2 separate regions of the Oryctolagus cuniculus genome follow, and region 1 is linked to region 2. The links are chromatin contacts, called in public Hi-C maps. All regions are on one chromosome and are shown on one strand. Each heading gives the region's core, a stretch centred on a gene start, on an enhancer-like site or on the middle of the called end of the contact. The rest is flanking DNA. Distances are from core to core; before and after follow the strand shown. Region 1 has its middle 12 kb from the start of C16H7orf25. Region 2 has its middle 230 kb from the start of INHBA.

Region 1 (5,710 bases), core at 733-3,232, 890 kb after region 2:
TGCATCAAAATAAAAATACTCTGCTGATGACATTTGCTGATCACGCCGTCGTACGTGTCTCTAAATGAGTAATTGATGGATATTAAAATCTGACTATTTAATAGGAATTTATTTTATTTGTATCATACTTCCATTCAAAAAATGCTTTAAAGGAGTTTATAAGGTGAGAAGAAAAAAAAGGACAAAGACGAGACTCTAGCAGGACTGAGGGCCGGAACTGACCTAAAGAAACAGAGTGCACTACGTCCCCCAGTGGACTGTCAGAGTGCTGCCACTGAGGCCGAGGCAGCCGCGTCGTCTCGCCCACCGCTGTGCACCTCGAAGGTGAAGCTCAGAGTCAGGTGAACAAGTGGCAGACAGCGTTTGCAGAGATGGCTAGTCTTGAATCTGGGGACCTGATTGATTGATTGATTGATTGATTTTGACAGGCAGAGTTAGGCAGTGAGAGAGAGACAGAGAGAAAGGTCTTCCTTCTGTTGGTTCACTCCCCAAATGACTGCTACGCCAATCCGAAGCCAGGAGCCAGATGCTTCCTCCTGGTCTCCCTTGCGGGTGCAGGGCCCAAGGACCTCGGCCATCCTCCACTGCACTCCCGGGCCACAGCAGAGAGCTGGACTGGAAGAGGAGCAACCAGGACAGAATCCAGCACCCCAACCAGGACTAGAACCCGGGGTGCTGGCGCCACAGGCAGAGGATCAGCCTAGTGAGCCGCGGTGCTGGCCGACCAGATTTATTTATGTATCTGGATTATCTTTGAATTGTTTCTATCAGCCCTGAAACCTGTGTCCCATACCTGTCTACAAGAAGTCCGTCTTTGCCCCCACTCCATTCCTCCTCCTTTATTTCCAAATATACACAGACACACAGGAGAGGGATCCAGTGTGCATGAAACTGAAGACAGTCCTCGTTATGAAACCCTTAGGAGCCCTGCTCCAGGAGCTGCTCAGCTGTGGAGTGCCATTCTCAAGCCTCACAAGATCATCTACTTGTCACGTCTGAATTATTGCCAGAACTCTTAGCTGGAGTTAAAAGGGGAATGATTATTCTTAGGAGTTAAGCAAAAACAAACAAACAAACAAACAATTTGAATTTTCAAAATGAAAAGTAGTTAAGATATTAAAAAAAGAGGATCAAAGGAAAAGTATGTGAGGTTATGTGCCTATATAGATATGTGTGTATGTATATATGAGTGTGTACCTATGTGTGTATATGTGTGCACGTGTTTTTGAAAGTTTATGGATATGTATCCCTGTGCATATGTGTATGTACACATGTATTTGTGTGTGTGTGTGTGTGTGTGTAAGACATAGGATAAGGGTACTTCAAAAAGTTTGTGGAAAATGGAATTAACAGATAAGTTTATTTTGGTTCAAAACATTTTGAAATCAATGCATAGTTTTTTAAAATAATGTGCATTCCCCTTGAACTTTTTAAGTATTATCATATATAATATAAATTCTAAATTATTCCAAAAATAGACAGCATGAAAAGCAAGAGCAATTACATTTAAAAGGTACAGAAACTATGGTAGCTAACAAGATTTGATAGGGTGCATTTATTTTGTGTCAGATTCTGTTCTAAGAGCTATGCAATATTTCGTTTCACTTTAATCCTCCTAGCACCTCCATAAAATAGATACTAATTTTTGCACATATGGAAACACAATTTGATGAAGTTGACACCCGCCCCTCGTCATCCAGGTTGTGGCAAAACTTAGAATCAAATCGGAATCTGACCATTGCATTGTGCTGCCCCCTGGTGGGAAAAGCTGGTAAGTACCAAAACTGAATTCCCGCTCTGTTCCACCTTTATGAGTAACATGAGCTGAGTTTGGACAGCTCATCTCTGAAGTACCTTTTCTTTCCAACATTCTTTTTGTAAAATATTGCGTATTTCTTTATTCTATATTTGAAAGACAGAGAGATAGAGACAGAGAGACATCTTTAATCCCCGGATTCACTTCCCAAATGCCAGCTGTGGGACAGGGCCAGGAACCAAGAACTATTTAGGTCACCAGTATCGGTATCAGGGATCTCAGTACTTGAGCCATCATCTGCTGTCTCCTGGAATGTACATTAGCAGGAAGACGGATAGAAGCAGACAACCAGGACTCAAACCAGACACTCTATATTGAAGGCAGTTCTTCTTCTTCTTCTTCTTTTTTAAGATTTATTCATTTCTTTGAAAGTCAGAGTTACACAGAGAGAGGAGAGGTAGAGAGAGTGGCAAAGGTCTTCCATCTGTTGGTTCACTCCCCAGTTAGCCGCAGTGGCCAGAGCTGAGCCGATCCGAAGCCAGGAGCTTCCTCCGGGTCTTCCCACGAGGGTGCAGGGGCCCAAGGAGTTGGGCCATCTTCTACTGCTTTCCCAGGGCTTAGCAGAGAGCTGGATTGGAAGTGGAAGGCCAGGGCATTAACCCTCCGTGCCACAGCACCGTCCCCAGAATGCAGTTGTTATTCTAAGAGGAGTCTTTTTTTTTTTTTTTTTTTTGGACAGGCGGAGTGGACAGTGAGAGAGATTGAGAGAGACAGAGAGAAAGGTCTTCCTTTTTTTCCCATTGGTTCACCCCCCAATGGCCACTGCGGCCGGCGCACTGCAGCCAGCGCACCACGCTGATCCAAAGCCGGGAGCCAGGTGCTTCTCCTGGTCTCCCATGCTGCGGGTGCAGGGCCATCCTCCACTGCCCTCCCAGGCCATAGCAGAGAGCTGGACAGGAAGAGGAGCGACTGGGACAGAATCCGGCGCCCCGACCGGGACTAGAACTCGGTGTGCCAGCACCGCAGGTGGAGGATTAGCCTATTGAGCCACGGCGCCAGCCCTAAGAGGAGTCTTAATTGTGCCAAATGCCTGATCCCTATTTCCAGCATTCTTAATGGCACCAGAGTTGGAAAAGCATGATGCTATGTAAAAAGTTCTTTGCAAAAAAAATGGAATTTCAGAGCAAAGAAAACTCAAAATCCATGCTTAATTTTTCCATTAATATCCACTTTCACAAACTTTTTGAAGATCTCTCATATGCCTCAATCAAGAATTCATGAACAATTATTTTCCTTGGTGCAGGCATTTTAGAAGGAAATAATAGATTTTTAAAGAAATTTATTTAAAGGGAGAGCATTATGCTATAGCTATAGATATAAAAATAGATGTAGGTATAGATAGATGTAGACATGTCATTGCATATGGCTGTGCTATAGATGTGTATTGTACTCGCTGACAGATACAGCTGTCATTAAGGAAATAAGACAAAGTGTCCAATCTGCAATTAACTACAATTTTGATTTCTGACAGATCTCAAAACAGAGGAGTAAAAGTATTCTTAGGAGGAAATATTTTGTATTATAGTGTTCATCTCTGTAACTAATTCTAGCATCCAAACTAGAAAATATTTTACACTGATATCTGCATTGCTTCATTCTTAGAGTAACCCAAAGACTGAATCAAAATTTTGGAATGAGATAAAAAAGAATAAAGCACATTCAAAGGTCCCCTTTAAAAATACAATTATATGAGAATATCCCTGAAATTACATGAAGTTAGATAATGAAGACTAAATTGAAACATAATACAGGTAGAGTCGGTGGAAACGTACCTTAAATAGTTTTGAAAAGGGTGGGCATTTTGTTGCAGTGGATTAAGTCATAGCTTGGGTCATCCATGTCTTATATCAGAGTGTTGGTTGGAGTTCCTGCACCTCCACTTGTGATCCAGCTTCCTACCAGTATATCCTTGGAGACAGCAGATGATGAGCCCCTACCACCTACATGGGAGACCCTGATGGAGTTATGGGCAGTATATCAGAATACAAACCACAATATTTATTAAAAGAATTCACTTATATTGGACTACTCTCCAAAGTTATGTTGCAGTACATGTAAAATGATAATAAAATTATATTTTCTCAGAATTATATGGAAAACCACAAAGTAGAATTTTGTCCACTGAGCAATAATAAAATTAAATGGAGTGAGTGAAAAATTTTCTTATGTTGTAAAGTATTTCATAGGCTCCAACTTCTTATTTTATCTCGAAGTAAATTATACATCAAATATGTATATATTAAAACAAAACCAAATGGCATTGTGCCACAGTGAATTAAACTACATCCAAATCAGGATGCTGGTTCAATCCCAGCTATTTCTCTGTTTGCCAGGGTCCAAGAACAATGACAGCTGAGTAGCACTGAGTTCCCCAAGTCTTCAGCCTTTTCTCCCAAAATACCATTGGCTCCTGGAAGCAACGGCAGATCCCAAGCCTCTGGCAGGAAAATCCAGATAATTCAAAGACATCTTGTTCTGCCAGAAAGCATGAAACCAAAGATAATGGGATTTGTCAAAAGGACATACGGATCTTGAAGGGCTTTCTGTTTCCTCACGTCTGAACAGTTAAAGCACCAAAAAGAATATTAGATGAAAGGACAGCAAGAGAGATCCTATAGTGATAGAAATGTTCACCGTCTTGACATGATTGATGTCAATATTCTTGTGATATTCTACTATAGGTTTTCGAGATATTACTATTGGGGGAAACTGGGCAGAGGGTTCTTGGGCTCTTTATGTATTATTCCTTATAGCTACACGTGAATCTACAATCACCTCAAAATAAATATTTAGTTAAAAATAATAAATGTAATTAATGTTAGTAATTCCAACACATAATTCATGAGTTTGATATGGTACTCACAAATAGAATCGCCTTCCTAAAGCCATCGTTTGATATTATTGCAGGTAGCTTTTCCACCAACCACTTCCTTAAAGTTACTAAAATAAAGATTCCACAATATATACTGCCATTCTAAAAGGGTAACTATAGCAAATGGAGAAGTCAATATTTTGTCACTTGAATGAAATTACTTATTTGGATTATGATTACCAATGCATGGGAAAATCATTAGGTGGAAAGGCTGTGAAGAACTGAATGCTCACACTGATGGCAATGTATTATTTAATAAGAGAAAATACAACTTCACAGTGGAGAGCTTTTGCAGTTAACACCTTATCCAAGGTGTTATTCGCATCACTGACAATGGAAAAATCATATATTGTGCGTTCTCTGGTATAATGAAAATGAACATATTCTTGCCCAAATTGTTTAGCTGGAATTGAATCCAGACTTCATATTTCTTCTCTAGTCTACAGGATATACAATTTACTAGTAGAAAACAACCAGATAAATCAATACTATGGATATTCTGTAAGACAGCTGTCCTGGGCGTTTTCAGAAAGTCAAAGGCTTGCAAGTACAGTTGAGTAAAGGTTTAGATTTAAGTAGAACTAAGAATCATGAAATGCAAGCGCAATTCTTGTTGTTTGGTGGGATCCCAGGTAGGCAAATCTCCTGACATCTGAATATAGAGTGTGCATTAGATGATGCCCAGAACTGGGATTAGTATTGTTAGATGTGCTCGTGGAATCATGGTTACATAGAAAAATGTTCTTCCTAGAGTTGAATGCTGAAGGATGTATAGGTAAAATACAGTGTCAACAAAAGAAAGATCTAGATGGTGCAAATTAGGCAAAATAATAACACTTTTTAAAAAAATATTTATTTATTTATTTATATTTTTGGACAGGCAGAGTTAGACAGTGAGAGAGAGAGAGACAGAAAGATCTTCCTTCCGTTGGTTCACCCCCCAAATGGCTGCTACAGCCTGCGCGCTACACCGATCCGAAGCCAGGAGCCAGGTGCTTCCTCCTGGTCTCCCATGTGGGTGC
Region 2 (5,256 bases), core at 1,932-4,431:
CAAGGGGCAGAGAGAACGCAGGGAAGGACAAGTGTCTTGGTGTGTTTCATGCTGTTATAGCAGAACACCACAGAGCAGGCAAACTATAAAGAACATAAGTTTCGTTCCTACCATCCTGGAATGGGCATGGCAGAGGCATCTGGCGTCTGGTGAGGGTGTTGTTGCTGTGTCCTCCAGAAGGGAGGACCATGTCCTCACAGGGCAGGGGAGAAGAAGAGCAACAAGAGAGGAACTCCCTCAGTCACACCCTTTATGGTGGCATTAATCCAGACACCTCCCTAAAGGCCCCACATCCCAACACTGTTGTACTGGGGACTGGGTTTCCAAAACATGAATGTGGGAGGACATAGTCAGACTATAGCAACTAGTTAGTAGAAATGCCTTTCTTGGGAGCTTCTGGGTAAGAAGGGCCGAGCAGGTGAGAGAACACTCCAGGGGCAGATGTTTGGAGCGTTGGGAGCCCCGGATGTACCAAGGGCTCTGTTTTCCTCTGGAGGGCAGATCTATGGTCTCAGGTGTGGGAAATTCACCCCATGTGCCTGGACCTAGTTGCTCAGGTTGGAAGAGAACACAGCAGGCTGAGGTAAGTGATTGAACATAGCTGGGCTTAAACTGCAGGTGAAGAGCATCTAAGTAGCACAGAGAAAGCCTGGTGAGACTTGACCACACCCCTAATGATTAATCCCCATGCTTCATCCAGACACAAATCCAAATGCAGAAACACAAGGAAGACAGTCTCTCATGCTCCAAGGTAATGCATTTTCCATGTTGGAAAGGAAAGAGGTGAGACCGCAACACCACTTGAGGGGCTTATTTACAATGCAGACTCCTGGACGCCCACTGTTTGGGTAGGATAAGGCTAAGGGACCTGGCTTCTTGTTTAATAGCCCAGAGGATTCTGAAGCAGGTGATCCCTGAGCCTCCTTTGACAAGCACTGACTTAGTGTCTCCTAGAGCCAAACTGGCAATAGCCAGCATAAAGCCTCCAGCTGAACCAGAGATAGGAGTTGGTATCTTGTCCTTCTGCCATGCCTAGGAGGCTTGCTAGGGTCCGGCAATACCTCTAAAAGCTGCCATTCAGGCAGGAGTCCATTGACTCAGGGGTTGAGACGCCTGCCTGCAGCCCATGCTGGAGTTCCTGGGTTTGAACCCTGGCTCTGGGTCCTGACTTCAGCCTCTTGCTAATACAGACAGTGAGAGATAGGGTGTTGACTCAAGTTCTTCCCACCCATGTGGGAGGACTGGATTGAGTTCTTGGCTTCCAGTTTTGGTGCCTGGTCTGTTGTAAGTATTTGGGGAATGAACTACTGGGTGGTGGCACTGCCTCTCTCTAAAATAAATAAAGCTGCACCGCTCATTAGGGTGGCTGCGAGCCAAACGGACAACTGAGCAATCGCAACGTGGTAGAGACTGGGATATGTTTCGAAGGTGGTATACGCAGAGGACTGTGAAGACATGGCGGTGAAGACAAAAGATCAAAGATCTTATATTTAACTGACTGCACACTGAGAATAACTTGTATGTACTCACCTAGGAGTAAATAAAATATATGCGAAAGTTAATTTCACAGTTTAAAAAGGATGTATATCACATGAGTGGCTTGAGTTTGTGATTCTCCCTGCATTTCCACTGAACAGTGCTGGCCCAGGCAGCCCTTCCCCCATGCCAGCAACACCATGTCCACCTGTTTTCAGGGGCACTGCTGCTCCCAACTGAGAAAGACTCCCTAGAAACCGAGTGACCACCACCTACTGCTTTTCATGGGGCAGACACTGCACTAGATAAGTGGTCCACGTCATCTACTTAGGTTCACAACCACTGGATGCAACAACCGTGATACCTCCCCTTCTCAGTGAAGCCGTTCCCAAGACCAAGCTCTCCTGTAGCTTTTACCACATCGCTTTCAAAATGCCCTCCTGGGGCTCACCTCCTCCCCTGCCCAAGAGCTCCTGGAGACCGCTCTGTTTTTCACTCTGGCTTCTCAGCATAGTGATGCTGTGCTAAGCAACACACCCACTCTCTACTCTGCTACTGGGCACTGCAATGATCTGTCCGCTAAGCCCATGCTTTTTCAAAAAGAAAAAAATTACAAGAGGGGACATTTGGGGGTCCACACCCCTAACCACAGTCCCTGGGTCTCAGATCCCAGCTCTACTCTTCCAATCCAGCTTCCTGCTAATGCATATTCTGTGTGGCAGCAGGTGATGGCTTGAGGACTTGGGTCCCTGCCACACACATGGGAGATCCCACACGGAGTTCCTGCCTCCTGGCTGCAGCCTGACCCAGGCATTTGGGAGAATGAACTAGTGGATGGAAGATCTCTCTTCCTGTCTCTTTCTGTCTGGCCTTTCAAAGAAAATAATTACTTAACTAAAACACTTTATGGAGGTGTGATTGCTATGGGAAAAGAAACTACATATATTTTTCACCACCCCATAAACCACTTCCCAAGTGGGATGAGGTAGAAGCCAGGGAGGGTAATGGAGAAGAGCTGACCTCTCCTTTTCTGCGGTTTTCTGCGTCTGAGGGTGCATGACCAACAGGTGTGTAGATGGGCTGCAGAACAGCAAAAACTGCCCCTGACTTTTGGTGAAAGAACCAAAGCCAAAGCCGAGAAGGAGGCGTCTAAGGTCTGAAAACAGCTCCACCTGCGCCTTCCAACGCAGGCGGGGTGCAGTAAACGCTCACAGACGCCAGGGGGCGATGTGTGACCGTCGTTTCTCATTTGGCTCCGTGGGGAAGCCTGAAGCGGTTTCCAGCTGTCTTCTCCCCTTGAGTGATAAACCCGAACTGAGAGAGCTACGTGCCCACGGCCGGGGAATGTTTTACCTTCTGCATGGCCCGCTCCTGGACAGGGACGAGTCCAGCACGGATCCGCACGCAGCAATGGGCCGGGCCCGCAGGCACGGGGTCCCGTCCGCGTCCTCCTTCCTACCACCTCCAATAAATGACATCCGCATTAGGAAGCGAACCCAGGCCTCCGAATTCGAGGCCTGCACTTGGCAGGAGCCCTGGGAGTTTCCCCAGGAAGGGGTGCCTCCCCCGCGCGCGCCGTAGGCCCCCCAGGCCCATCCCACTGGCCCTCGTGCCCTGTCGCTCCCACGCATGGGCGTGGGCTCCCGGGAGGACCCTCCCCCGCCGGCCGCGAGGTCCCTTGGGGCCCCCTCGGCTGCCCTGGACCAGGTGGAAGGCCTCGCACGCCCGCCCGAGCCTCGCTTCCCTTCTGCCCGTCCAGCGCCCTGGCTGCCTCAGCAGACACGAAGAGCCCCGGCCCTGTGGCCGTCGCCATGACCATCCCTGCCCTCCTCGGGGCCCTGCGTGTCCGGGGAGCACGCAAACCCGGGCCTGCCGGGACCATCTGGCCTGTGAATCCAAGAGTCACAGCCCCAGCGGCTTACAAAGCAACCAGGAGCCGGCGAAGCCTGCTGGGGAGCGCGGGTGGGAGGGATGGCAGGTGGCACAACCCGCTCCTGAGAGGGCGTGCCCACGTTACAGACGGGGAAACTGAGTCACGGGTGGTTCGGACACGTGTGCGAGGGACCACGCGGTTTCCTAGCCCAGCCTCGCTCCCTGCGCAGCGCCTGTGCCTTCCCAAGCATAGAGAACTTACTTTTTTTTTTTTTTTAATTAAAGAGAAACGCAAAATGGCGCATTCACTAGGTCTTCCGGGCTGGGCCTCCCCGGAGTCCCTGCCGCTTGTACTGAGGGAGACGCCGAAGGCCCCGTCGACGACGGCGGCAAGGCGAGGGCTCGCTCCGCTCCACAAGTGGCACGCTGTGACTCCAATGGGAACCCCGAGCGCATTTTCAGACGCCACGTCGCCAGACTTTTCCTTGTTCAAGCAGTGCCCAACCCCTGCGTGGCACTTTCCGCCCGTGAGGGGCCCGCTTGGCTCTTGCACGGCGGCCCGGGCCCGGCTGCGCACGCAGACCCGCGACGGGCGGGCGGGCGGCCGCTCCCCGGCTCCGCCGCGCGGGGGCAGCAGCGGCCTGGCGGGAAGCGGCCGCGCGCGGAGCCGCCCGGCGCCGTCGCCCGAGCGCCCGCGGCCCAGCGCGCCGCGTCGGTGTGGGCGCAGGGGCTGGGACGGAGGCAGGGTCCCGGCCCTCTTGGAAATGAGGCAGATGCAGCACGCCGGCCAGAGACGGCGGGAGAGGGCCTCGTGGACCTTCCTCTCCTCTCGCCCACACTGGTGTCCCCTGCCCGCCTGTCCCTCTGGGCCCCAGAGCCTTCGCGGCCGCCCACCGCCTGCCCCTTGTCCCCCGGCCGCCTCACACCGTCCCTTTAGCCTTCCTGTCCGCCCGCCCGGGCACTCGTCTTCTAGGCTTGGGCTGCCTCACAGTACCCAGGGCTCCGGCTCTCAGGATGACCCGGACATCTTGGGTCCTGGATGAGGACCCTGAGGCCCCCAGCGTCGGTGGCGTTGGCGGTGGGGACCTGAATGGGCACCTGTGCGCGAACACTGCCTGCCTGGGTTCCCAGAGAGCAGGCTGTGCTCATTCCTAAGTAAGCTCAGAGCGGTGCGCTTGCAGGTGGCTGGCTCCAAGTTGTGTAGCACAGTTACCGAATCGGGCTCTTGCATCCTGTAGCATCCAGGGTTAGCGCTCTCCTGTCTTCACAGCAAGCCAGAGGTGTGGAGTTCATTTGTCACGTGGACGCGCCCTGCCTGTCTCCTGCGGAGTCCGGGGACTGCCGGGAGAATTCGATCTGGACTCCATTCTGAAGCCTTTTGACTGCACCTCCAATGCATGGACTTCAGAATCATTACTCATTTTTCTGGGGCATCCGTGCTCCCCGCTCTGCGCCTTGGGGCTGTGGCCTCCGTGTTCTGTGTCTATGCAGTGTGTGAAAATTATTGAAGATATGCGAACTCAAGTGTCTGGAGGAAAACTCAAGTTTTGGGTTTCAGTGACTGAGGAACTGGAAATTAAATGATAATAAACAAATTAACACGAGAAAAGGCCACGCTTACTCGCACCGCCTGTGAGTAATTCGCTGCATAGCCAAGATAAATGTCGAACAATTTGACAGAAAAAGTGTTGCAGAGAGTGAGGCTTCCAAGATGAAAGAGCTGATGAGTTTCCTTCCCATCATTCTGTGCGAGGGTCCAGTGCCTGTGTTCTGCCGCGTCCTGAGATTGCGGGGTAAGAAGAGTCCAGGGCAAGGACTTGGGAAGCTCTGCTTTAGCCAGAGGAGGGAAATTAGGTAAGGTTTTGTTGGGTTCTGCTTCTTTCATTTCCTCCGAAACCTCGGGAGAAG

The links. Hi-C and Micro-C count contacts between places; a contact is called where the count stands out from the background.
Region 1: a Hi-C map of psoas muscle shows a contact between it and region 2, with 6 times the contacts expected there. The contact joins two enhancer-like sites. A contact is called at or near these places in 4 of 6 Hi-C or Micro-C datasets (ear pinna, embryonic fibroblasts, psoas muscle and 1 more).

What each region holds. Positions count from the first base shown.
Region 1 is chr16:32,823,454-32,829,163 of mOryCun1.1, forward strand. No RefSeq gene overlaps it. Among named protein-coding and RNA genes, the nearest start is that of C16H7orf25, 12 kb to the right of the region's middle. Within about 2 kb of position 1,983, at least 1 of the 8 cell types and tissues checked has an H3K27ac peak or open chromatin away from gene starts, as enhancers often do.
Region 2 is chr16:31,934,535-31,939,790 of mOryCun1.1, forward strand. No RefSeq gene overlaps it. Among named protein-coding and RNA genes, the nearest start is that of INHBA, 230 kb to the left of the region's middle. Within about 2 kb of position 3,182, at least 1 of the 8 cell types and tissues checked has an H3K27ac peak or open chromatin away from gene starts, as enhancers often do.